Regions from separate parts of the Macaca mulatta genome. Here region 1 is linked to region 2. A link is a contact called in public Hi-C data. All regions are on one chromosome and are shown on one strand. Each heading gives the region's core, a stretch centred on a gene start, on an enhancer-like site or on the middle of the called end of the contact. The rest is flanking DNA. Distances are from core to core; before and after follow the strand shown. Region 1 overlaps FLOT2 (flotillin 2). Region 2 holds the start of TLCD1 (TLC domain containing 1).

Evidence for each region. A called contact is a pair of places that touch in the nucleus more often than the background predicts.
Region 1: a Hi-C map of cortical neurons shows a contact between it and region 2, with 3 times the contacts expected there. The contact joins the enhancer-like site here to the promoter of TLCD1 in region 2. A contact is called at or near these places in 2 of 14 Hi-C or Micro-C datasets (cortical neurons and liver).

What each region holds. Positions count from the first base shown.
Region 1 is chr16:37,603,616-37,608,627 of T2T-MMU8v2.0, reverse strand. It overlaps FLOT2 (flotillin 2), which reads left to right. Exons shown (of 12, transcript XM_077970649.1): 3 at 1,113-1,203; 4 at 2,757-2,847; 5 at 3,840-3,963; 6 at 4,373-4,491; 7 at 4,614-4,727; 8 at 4,818-4,937. The coding sequence starts at 2,773. Among named protein-coding and RNA genes, the nearest start is that of FLOT2, 14 kb to the left of the region's middle. Within about 2 kb of position 1,532, at least 1 of the 40 cell types and tissues checked has an H3K27ac peak or open chromatin away from gene starts, as enhancers often do. A contact at or near this core is called in cortical neurons, where this site is marked.
Region 2 is chr16:37,434,321-37,438,914 of T2T-MMU8v2.0, reverse strand. TLCD1 (TLC domain containing 1) reads left to right here and starts at 2,802. Exons shown (of 4, transcript NM_001194451.2): 1 at 2,802-3,104; 2 at 3,442-3,524; 3 at 3,622-3,704; 4 at 4,117-4,594. The coding sequence starts at 2,911. The coding sequence ends at 4,500. NEK8 (NIMA related kinase 8) reads right to left here and starts at 3,207. Exons shown (of 16, transcript XM_077970598.1): 1 at 3,005-3,207; 2 at 854-1,022. The coding sequence starts at 933.

The DNA.
Region 1 (5,012 bases), core at 283-2,782, 170 kb before region 2:
CCCTCCCCACTACCCTTCCTCCCTCCCTCTCTCTCCCCTGTTTCCCTCTCTCCTTCCCCAGAAGAGAGCTTGGTGGGTTCCCGTCTGAGCCGGGTCAAGAATCCTCTCAGGCCCAAGGCTGCTAGTGTTAGGGGCTCAAACGAAGGCAACCTTTTCACATCTGCATGGCCAGAGCCCCAGGGCTGGCACTGTGGGGATGGCCCCTCCCAGGGCTGAGATGGGGGCTGCACATTGACTGCTGCTGCTTATCACCCCTCCACCTGCTTCTGCCCCTTCACCCTCGGCCTCTGTCCTCTCTTCCTTCCTCTGATTTAGGGAAACCTTCCACACTGTCCACAGCCTGGACTCTGTCTAGACACCCACCCTGCACACACACTGCCTAGGGAGGCCCAGCCAGCATGGCCCAGGGAGCTTCGAGGCACCTTGTTTTCTTTGCCAATAATCTTCTCTCTGCCCCTGGAAAACTTTGGAAATTCCCAATTAAATGTCTCCCTTATCTCCCAGTTGTCCCTGAATATTCTGGCAGGAACACACTTTCTCCTCCCCCAGCCTTCCTTGACCCCCACATCAGAACATTTGGGCTTTTCTGGCCTCGCCTTGCCTTCTTAGTGATAGAAAGTGCAGACCTGGTGGATTCAGCATTTGCTAAAGCTCAGGAGTCCCCAGAATAGCCTCCTACTCCCGATTTCTGGAAACACAGGTTTACCTGTGTGAAGACAGGGGGCTAAGGCTCAGTCTCCCAGATTGCGACAGGATCCCTGGGAAAGTGAGGTGGCGGGCAACCCAGGTACGCTGTGCACAAGCCTCCTGACCTCAGGCCGCAGGCCCAGAGTGGCAGCAGGCATCTTCCCCAGCCCAGCAGGTCCTCACTAGAAGGGTTTGGGGCTAGAGAAGAGACCCAGAGGCCTTGGAGCAGCACGGGGGGTCTCTGCTGTCCTGCAGCCCTCAGCTGAGCTGGCAGTTGGGGGGTTGGATTACTGACAGCATGCCCCCCCACCGCCGTCCCCAGGCATCAGGCATCGGTGCTTGTCTGGTAACTACTGTGTGTGTTTGCTGTGTCCCCTCCTCCCCTTCCTGTCCCTACCTCTCCCCATCCCCTGGCTGCTCCTCAGACTGTCTCTGGAGGTTATGACCATCCTGTGTCGCTGTGAGAATATTGAGACGTCGGAGGGGGTTCCACTATTCGTAACAGGGGTTGCACAGGTAATAACCCACCTGCTTCCTCCTCCATGTCTAACCTTCTCTCTTCCTGCCCTGCGGGGCCTGGCAGACAGGAGCCAGTGGACTCCCCTCCTGAGACCGTGCCTTCCTCCCTCTCCTCTTTTCTCTCCTCCAACTGCTCTGGGTGCCAGTATGGATCCCTGTAGATCCCCAGGTCCCTTGCCCTTGCCTATTGGACTGCAAGTGGGAAAACAGCAAGGGATTCTGGAAGCTTTGCCAAGTCTGCCAGTGAGTGTCCCTGGATGCCAGGCCTTCATTACCATGCAGCCATAGCTGGTGAAATCTATTCTTGGGCTTAAGTGTTAAGTAGCTCCAAATGCTTACTCTGTCATGTGTGGGTTCCCCTCTTCATTGCTTCATTCACCAGCTCTCTACTGAGCACCTTCTCAATTCGAGGCATGTGGACTGCAGGAGTGAACAACAAAAAGCCCCCGCCCCCTCAGAGCTTGTGTGCCAGCAGGTTCCCAGGCTGGAAGAGGCCTGAACTGCATCTTTCTCACCCCTTCCCTCTGCATTAAATTGCCCTTCAGCCTCCACTTAGGCAAAAACACTATACCACCACTCCCTTCTTCACCCATCCTGCCGTCTCTAATGGGGAAGGGGACCATCCCCATCTCCTTAGCCCTTGTAGCCATGGGAAGTGCAGAGGCCTGAGAGGCTTGGAGTACCTTGTGTGGAAGGGGTAGGGTCCAGGCCTCCCTCAACACCCCATTTGATGCAGTCCTGTCCCGCTCCACACCCACACCTGCACTTGAAACACCTGCACATGCCCAGATCCCTTTTAAGGCGGGTGACTGTGGACCCTGGAGGAATCAGATTGCCTGGCCAGAACAACTCTTTCCAGGGTTAACACTCCTTGGCCAAGAAGCTCTAGTGTGACCTCAGTGTGCATTCCCCATGTGACCCACCTGGGCCTAATACCAGATGTGGGTTTCAAGTCAAAAGGCTGCAGCCACCCGGTAGGGCTTCTCTGGCAAGGGGCAGGTACAGAATCACTTCCATCTTAGCCCAGCAGTGCGCATACTCCAGGATGCCAGGCAATCAGACAGAACTTTCCGGGCAGCTTCCTGGGGCACCCTGGAGTGCTGGGTAGATCAAGGAATGGGCCAGGGCCCCTGCGGGAGGCTCAGATGACATCCACGATGGCCTACGCAGCAGAGCCGGGAGGACCAGCACTGACTTGCTATCCTAGAACATACACACAGCTACACCTGAATTCTCCCCCAGCCACCAGCCCCCAACCACCTACAGCCACTTCTTTCTACTTCGTTTTCCTCACAACCAGCCAGGCTGGCTTGAGCAGAGAGTATGTGCACATACACAGCTCACTTCCACTCCTTCCCCTGGGGCCATCTGCACCCACCTGCCCTCCTGCCCACCTCCTTCTCAGACACTCCCATCTCAGCCCCATTGAGAGTCCTTCCTCCACCTTCCTCACCAGGACGCAGCCGGAGCAGTGAGGTACTGGACTCTTTCCCAACACCACCAGGCCCTGCGCCCCCAGACCCATGCCCCTGTTTTGCGTTTCTTGGCAGGATTTCCCTAGAGATTATGACGTTGCAGCCCCGCTGCGAGGACGTAGAGACGGCCGAGGGGGTAGCTTTAACTGTGACGGGTGTCGCCCAGGTATAGTAACTCAGCAGCCCTGCGCATGTCCGTTGAGCTGCCTGGTCCTGTACTCGGGTTCGGGGGGAGGAGGAGAGGACAGCAGCCAGGGGCAGTCTCTCTCCAGCGCCCCAGCCCCCGCAAGTCCCGCAAGAGAGGGCCAGTCGGGTCGTCGCCACTGGAACATGCTCACCGGGCCCTTTTGGCCACCCAGCAGGACTAACAGACACCCCTTCTCTCCTCAGCGGGCCCACGAGGGACAGAACCAGTGCTGAGGGCTCCTGGCTCACTAACCCCACCCCCATTCTTTGCAGGTGTTGGAAATGTCAAGCCCCAGAATCCAGGCCTTCCTTGTTCCCTGGGTATGGGGTGGGAGGGGTGGGGCCCAGAGGGAGAGGCATGTGAGGCAGAGGAGCTCTGGACTCTGGGAGTCAGAAGCTGTGTCATATTCCCAGCTGGGGGCCTAGGTGAGGGCTTCCAGCCCCGATCCACCTCTTGGCATCACAGGGCAGCGAGGTTCAGCCATGCTGTAGGCCTCGGCGAGGGGTTGGCTGAGTACCTCAAGAAAGAGAGGCATCCTTGGTTGCATCCGCCAACCCTCTCATGCCCTGTCCAGGCGCTTTCCTTCTCTGTCTGTGTCCCTATTGCTCATTCTGCTTGTCATACTCTCTGCCCCTCAGCCTCAGGGTCTCCCACGTGTGGGAAGCCTGCAAGGGAGGAATTGGCTGGTGAGGGGACAGTAGGCTGAAGGGGTGGGGAGACAAGTCCCGAATGCCCATGAGAGGCCGTGGCAGGGCCTGGGGCTGCCAGTGCAGGTGAAGTTTCACAGTGTGAGAAGCCCTTGTGCTGCTATCTCCCCACTAGAGGCCTCAGACAGATTCCAGCCCCCTAGGGCCTCCAGGTCTGAAAAAAGGAAGGGAGGAGGCACAGCCATCATCCTGCCTACCTCTGGGTCTGGGGCCTCCGTCTTCCTCACTCCAGCCTGGCTGAAATGCCTCTGTCATCACTGGCAGGTGAAGATTATGACAGAGAAGGAGCTCCTGGCTGTGGCTTGTGAGCAGTTTCTGGGTAAGAACGTGCAGGACATCAAAAACGTCGTCCTACAGACCCTGGAGGGACATCTGCGCTCCATCCTCGGTGAGGCCCTGTCCTGCCTTTGAGGAGCCTCACGGGGCCCCTAAGCCAAGGCAGGAAGGGGTGCAGGGCTGGGCAGGGGACCTGTTTCACTGGTGTTTCAAGCTAAAACGTTCTTCCTCAAATATTTAATTTCAAAACCTCAGGTGACTTGAGTGAAGGAGAGGGCACTGGGGTGGGATGGGGGCTGTCAGTCTGCTCAGGAACCTAGTGCTGCTTGGGACATTTTTCCTTGTCCAGCCTGGACTGTGCAGCAGGAGGCTCGGTGTTAAGTGCTGTTGAGAAGATACCCCAGGAGACCCAGTTCAGACTGCAGCACCCTGCATGCACCCCGACCTCTACATGCATGCCTCCTCCCTTCCCCAGCTGGCTGGGTCCCTGGGGAGCCAGCCCCTGATCTCTCTGCCCCCAGGTACCCTGACAGTGGAGCAGATTTATCAGGACCGGGACCAGTTTGCCAAGCTGGTGCGGGAGGTGGCAGCCCCTGACGTTGGCCGCATGGGCATTGAGATCCTCAGCTTCACCATCAAGGTACGATGTGATGGGAAGCTGTATCTCCTGGTGTCCCTCTGGCAGATGGTGGCTTCGCTAGAGGGGCATCTTTGTGCCTCTGGCTGCTCCTTTGAGCCTCTGTTACCCCATTCCCTCCCCAGGACGTGTATGACAAAGTGGACTATCTGAGCTCCCTGGGCAAGACGCAGACTGCCGTGGTGCAGAGAGATGCTGACATTGGCGTGGCAGAGGCTGAACGGGACGCAGGCATCCGGGTACGTGGGTTCAAGGACAGGAAGCTCAGGGGTGATGGGACCATGATGACTCGGGACCTCTACTCACTCACCTGCCCGTTTTGCCCCCAGGAAGCTGAGTGTAAGAAGGAGATGCTGGATGTAAAGTTCATGGCAGACACCAAGATTGCTGACTCTAAGCGAGCCTTCGAGCTGCAAAAGTCAGCCTTCAGTGAGGAGGTTAACATCAAGGTGAGCAGCCTGAGGGCATCCTGGGTTGGGCCTCAGGGATCAGGACTTGGTGACTAGACTCTAATATGCCAACCA
Region 2 (4,594 bases), core at 1,553-4,052:
CAGTATTTGTAAAACCAATGAATAAAGAAGCTAACAGAACTCAGTGGGCGGGCCAATGGGCTTGTCAGGGGCGTGGCCCACGTAGAGGCGGAGTCTCCCCGCGGGATAGGGACCGGAAGCTTGGGCGGAGCTTCCCAGAGTAGCGTACACGCCTTGGGGCGGGTGTAGGCGGGCGGCGAGTTTGCGGGCAGAATTGGGGCTTATTTTCCCTATCCTTTAGCAGTTTCCTCCCCCAGAGCCCTGGCTCACCCGAAGGCACCTCTCCCCACCACTCGGATCCGCTCGTACTTCTCCATCTCATTTCTTAGCGTTTCACTTCCGTCTCCCCCGCGGCGCGTGCGCGGACCCAGCCACTCTGGGCCCCGCCCCTTCACGGCGAGCGGCTTGCGGGGCGGAGCCAGCGCGCTAGGTGTGGGTTTCGCCACGCGTCCGTATTTGTGGGCCTGCACCACACACCTGCCGCTGCGACACGCCGTCACCTTTCCCCTCACGACCCTGCCCCACGCAGTGTCCAAGGGATAGGGCAAGAAAATAGGGCGCGCCCCGCAATGGCGGGCACGGTACCCGCCCCTCCCAAGCATATACCCAGCCCTTGTAAAGCTTGCTAGACTAAAAGGATGTCGCGTTCCTGAGAGTTGCACCCCACAGGCCGGGCGGGGGTGGGAAGAGGATCGACCCCCTTCTTGCCCACGAGTGACGCTATTTCAGGAGAAATCGGGTTCTCTTTGGCACACAAACGATAAACACAACCAAAACGACCGAGGCCAGCGCTCCTGGGAGAAGGCAGCAGAGTTAGTTTCGTGTTTGCCTAGGGAGGGACGAGGGAAATCCCAAGTTGTGCAAGTTGATTCACCTGGGGAGGACATGACACGGTCTCAGGCCGTCCCGACTAGTGAGCACCGCGCTGGTCAGGACTCTCAACTCGCTTTTCATACACACGCACTGCAGGAGGGTAATCTGCCCTCAGTGCTCATCTAGGGTGAACCCCATGGGGGAAGATGGGGGCGGAAGTGAATCACTACCTGAAAGCATCAAGGGGAAAAGGAAAGACCGCGGTTTCGCCGAAATGATCTCAAGACAAAGCCTAGAGGCAGAGGGCTGGTTAGTGTGACTAGCTAGGCTCTTTACCGGAAGTGAGGTTAATTCCAGGTTCTCCCGGGCTCCTGCTCTGCTGGAGCTCTATAAAAACTCAGTATTCGGCCAGGCGAGGTGGCTCACGCCTGTAATTCCAGCACTTTGGGAGGCCGAGGCGGGCAGATCACCTGAGGTCAAGCGTTTGAGACCACCCTGGCCAACATGGTAAAACCTCATCTCTACTAAAAATACAAAAAGTTGGACATGGTCGCGCTCGCCTGTAATCCCAGCTACTCGGGAGGGTGAGGCAGGAGAATCGCTTGAATCTGGGAGGCGGAGGTTGCAGTGAGCCGAGATCGTGCCACTGCACTCCAGCCTGGGCGACAGAGTGAGGCTCCATCTCAAAAAAAAAGAAAGAAAGAAAGAAAGAAAGAAAGAAAGAAACCCTGCCCCGGCCTTCGCAAGGGTACCCAAACCCGCCCACGTGGAAGGACTGCTGATGGGCGCTGGCTCAGGCCGGTGTCGGCCAGCGGACAGAGCAGCTCTGTGAGCCAAGGGGAGGGGCGGGAAAGCCGCTCACCCGGGACACCAGTGCTCTCACCTAGAAACCGACTGCGCCTTGATTAACCTAGGAGTCCCACAGGGGTTAATGTGTAACCTTGGAGCCATAGGGGAGGAAAACACTCAAACGGCTTGGTCCGTGGGTCCTTGCGCCTCAGGTTTTTGGCTTTTTCCTCCCTCCCGCAGCACCTTTCCCCTCCCTCACTTCTTCCCTCCCCTCTTCTATTACCACCCTCTTCTCCCTCCCCGCCCTCACCCCCGCTTCACTTCCCTCGCTAGCTCTCAGCTGCTCCTCCTTTCGCCCAGTTTACCTAAACTTTCCCCGAAAGCAGCCGCCTCGCTCGGAGGCGGGAGAGGGAGCCCGCGCCACAGTGAGGGCAGGCTGACACCTAGTGGCCAGGAGCCGCAACTGCTGCAAGCTACCGGCCTGGAGAGCGCGGGTCACCCCAGCAATCACGGCAAATCCGCGGTCTTGCTTGCCCAGCCTCCGGGGAGCCAGGCCGAGGGCCGGGACTGTCTGAGGGAGGACTGTGACAGCCGCCCGGCCCCGGGAGCTTAAGAGCGGGCGGGGAGAGGTGGCGATGGGTTACTCAGCAGTTCCCAAGCGCCCACCTCGCGGGCGCGGGAGGGACGGGTAAACCCGGGTCCCCGGTCAGAAGACTGCGAGTGGTGCGGTGGGGGCACTGGGTCTGCACCGAGACCACTGTCGGAGGCGGGGCTCCTGAATCCACCCCAGGACCAGGACTTAAGGGGCGTGGGCGTGTCGGGTCCCGTCCAGCTCTTCGCAGAAGGTAGAGGGTGGAGAGAGCTCTCGCGGTACCCGCCCAGGGCGGGGGAGCCGGTGGCCCGGGGAAAAGTGGGGACGCGGGTTAATGAGGCCGGGCGAGCCACCGCAACTGGGACTCCGTCGGCCGTCGGGAGGCGCCAGCGAGGGGTGCCTCGGCGACGACGCCCCCAGCACAGCTCCTAGTTACCCAAAGTCCGCGGGAGCCGGCCGGTGACCGAGAGGCCGCGGGGACACCCGGCTCGCGCGGCAGCAGCGCCTGAGGGGCGGGGGCAGGAGGGCGGGGCGGGGGCGCGGGCGTCTGGGGGCGGGGGCAGAGGCCTAGCAGGGAGGGCGAGGAGGAGTCAAGGGGCCTAGAGGGCTTCGCTGAAACTGTGTGGGGCTGGCGCCCGGCGGGAGAGGCGGCCGGACTGGACTGGTCCGAGAGGGACCCAGGTTCCCAGAACAGCCCTAGGAGGCGGCCTCGAGGGCGGACGGCAGGGAGGGCCAGCATGCCCCCGCTGCTGCACCCCGCCCTGCCGCTGCTCCTGGGCGCCACGCTGACCTTCCGGGCGCTCCGGCGCGCGCTCAGTCGCTTGCCCCTACCTGTGCACGTGCGCGCCGACCCCCTGCGCACCTGGCGCTGGCACAACCTGCTCGTCTCCTTCGCTCACTCCATTGTGTCGGGGATCTGGGCACTGCTGTGGTAAGCGATTGTGGGGATGAGGTGGCCGGGGGATCCTGAGCAGGGAGCTGGGGTCGGCTCTGTGTTACTACCCCCATCGCTCATCGGCGGGCTGAGGCCACGCAGTCTCACCTGATCCCGTTTGGTATCCTATCCAACCAGAAGCCGCAATGGCCCCAGGGGAGGGGGATCGCCCCTGGGAAACTGGAGGCTCTTGGGTCTTGCCCAGCCACTCTTAGCTTCCCAGTCAGCCACTAGGGCGAGCCCAGGCTCCCCCGGGGCTGGGAAGGGTAACCGGAAAGGTGAGGGTCCTTGAGGGTGCCAAAATGCAGAGCCTGCTTTCTTCCCTCCTTTCCAGTGTATGGCAGACTCCCGACATGTTGGTGGAGATTGAGACGGCATGGTCACTTTCTGGCTATTTGCTCGTTTGCTTTTCTGCAGGTAGGTCTTGCCCAGGAAGCGGGAGGCCAACTGGGGACAGGGAGAAGGAAGCTGCTTGTTCAGTCCTTCGTGACCTCTTGCCCCATCCCTCCACTAGGGTATTTCATCCATGATACGGTGGACATCGTGGCTAGCGGACAGGCGCGAGCATCTTGGGAATACCTCGTCCATCACATCATGGTGAGAAGCTGATTATGTGGTATAGGCCTGGTGTCAGTCAGCAACCTAGTCTCAGCTCCGTCTTTCTGAACCTGGGAGAAGGCTGTGTTTTCTTACAACCCACCCCCCCACCTGTGTGCTGCTACTTATTTTTAGGATGCTGAGGTTAGCAGTCTGTGTGCTTGTTCAAAGGCCAGCAACCCATGGTCTCACTACCTCTTTAGACTGAACATCATCCACAGCCAGAAGCTGTGAGCAGGGATCAAAACCTAGTAATGTTGAACGAACAAAACAAAGCATCTTATCCACTATAAACTATTATTCCAGGTAGAAATTTGGGATTTTCCAGCCCTCAATCTGATACCCCCCACCAAAGTCCAGGAAAGCATCTGCATCTGGTTCCCTAACTCCTATTCTCCCTTCTTCCCGCTAGGCCATGGGTGCCTTCTTCTCTGGCATCTTTTGGAGCAGCTTTGTCGGTGGTGGTGTCTTAACACTACTGGTGGAAGTCAGCAACATCTTCCTCACGATTCGCATGATGATGAAAATCAATAATGCCCAGGATCATCTCCTCTATAGGGTTAACAAGTATGTGAACCTGGTCATGTACTTTGTCTTCCGCCTGGCCCCTCAGGTCTACCTCACCCATTTCTTCTTGCGTTATGTGAGGCAGAGGACCCTGGGCACCTTCCTGCTGGGTATCCTGCTCATGCTGGACGTGATGATCATAATCTACTTTTCCCGCCTCCTCCGCTCTGACTTCTGCCCCGAGCGTGTCCCCAGGAAGCAACACAAAGACAAGTTCTTGACTGAGTGAGAGGCACAGAGCCTGGGACAACAAAAACAGACAAGGCCAGAAACAGCTTCACATGGAAACTGGGACTTAGCCCCAAGCCTGGGCGTCCTCTGGG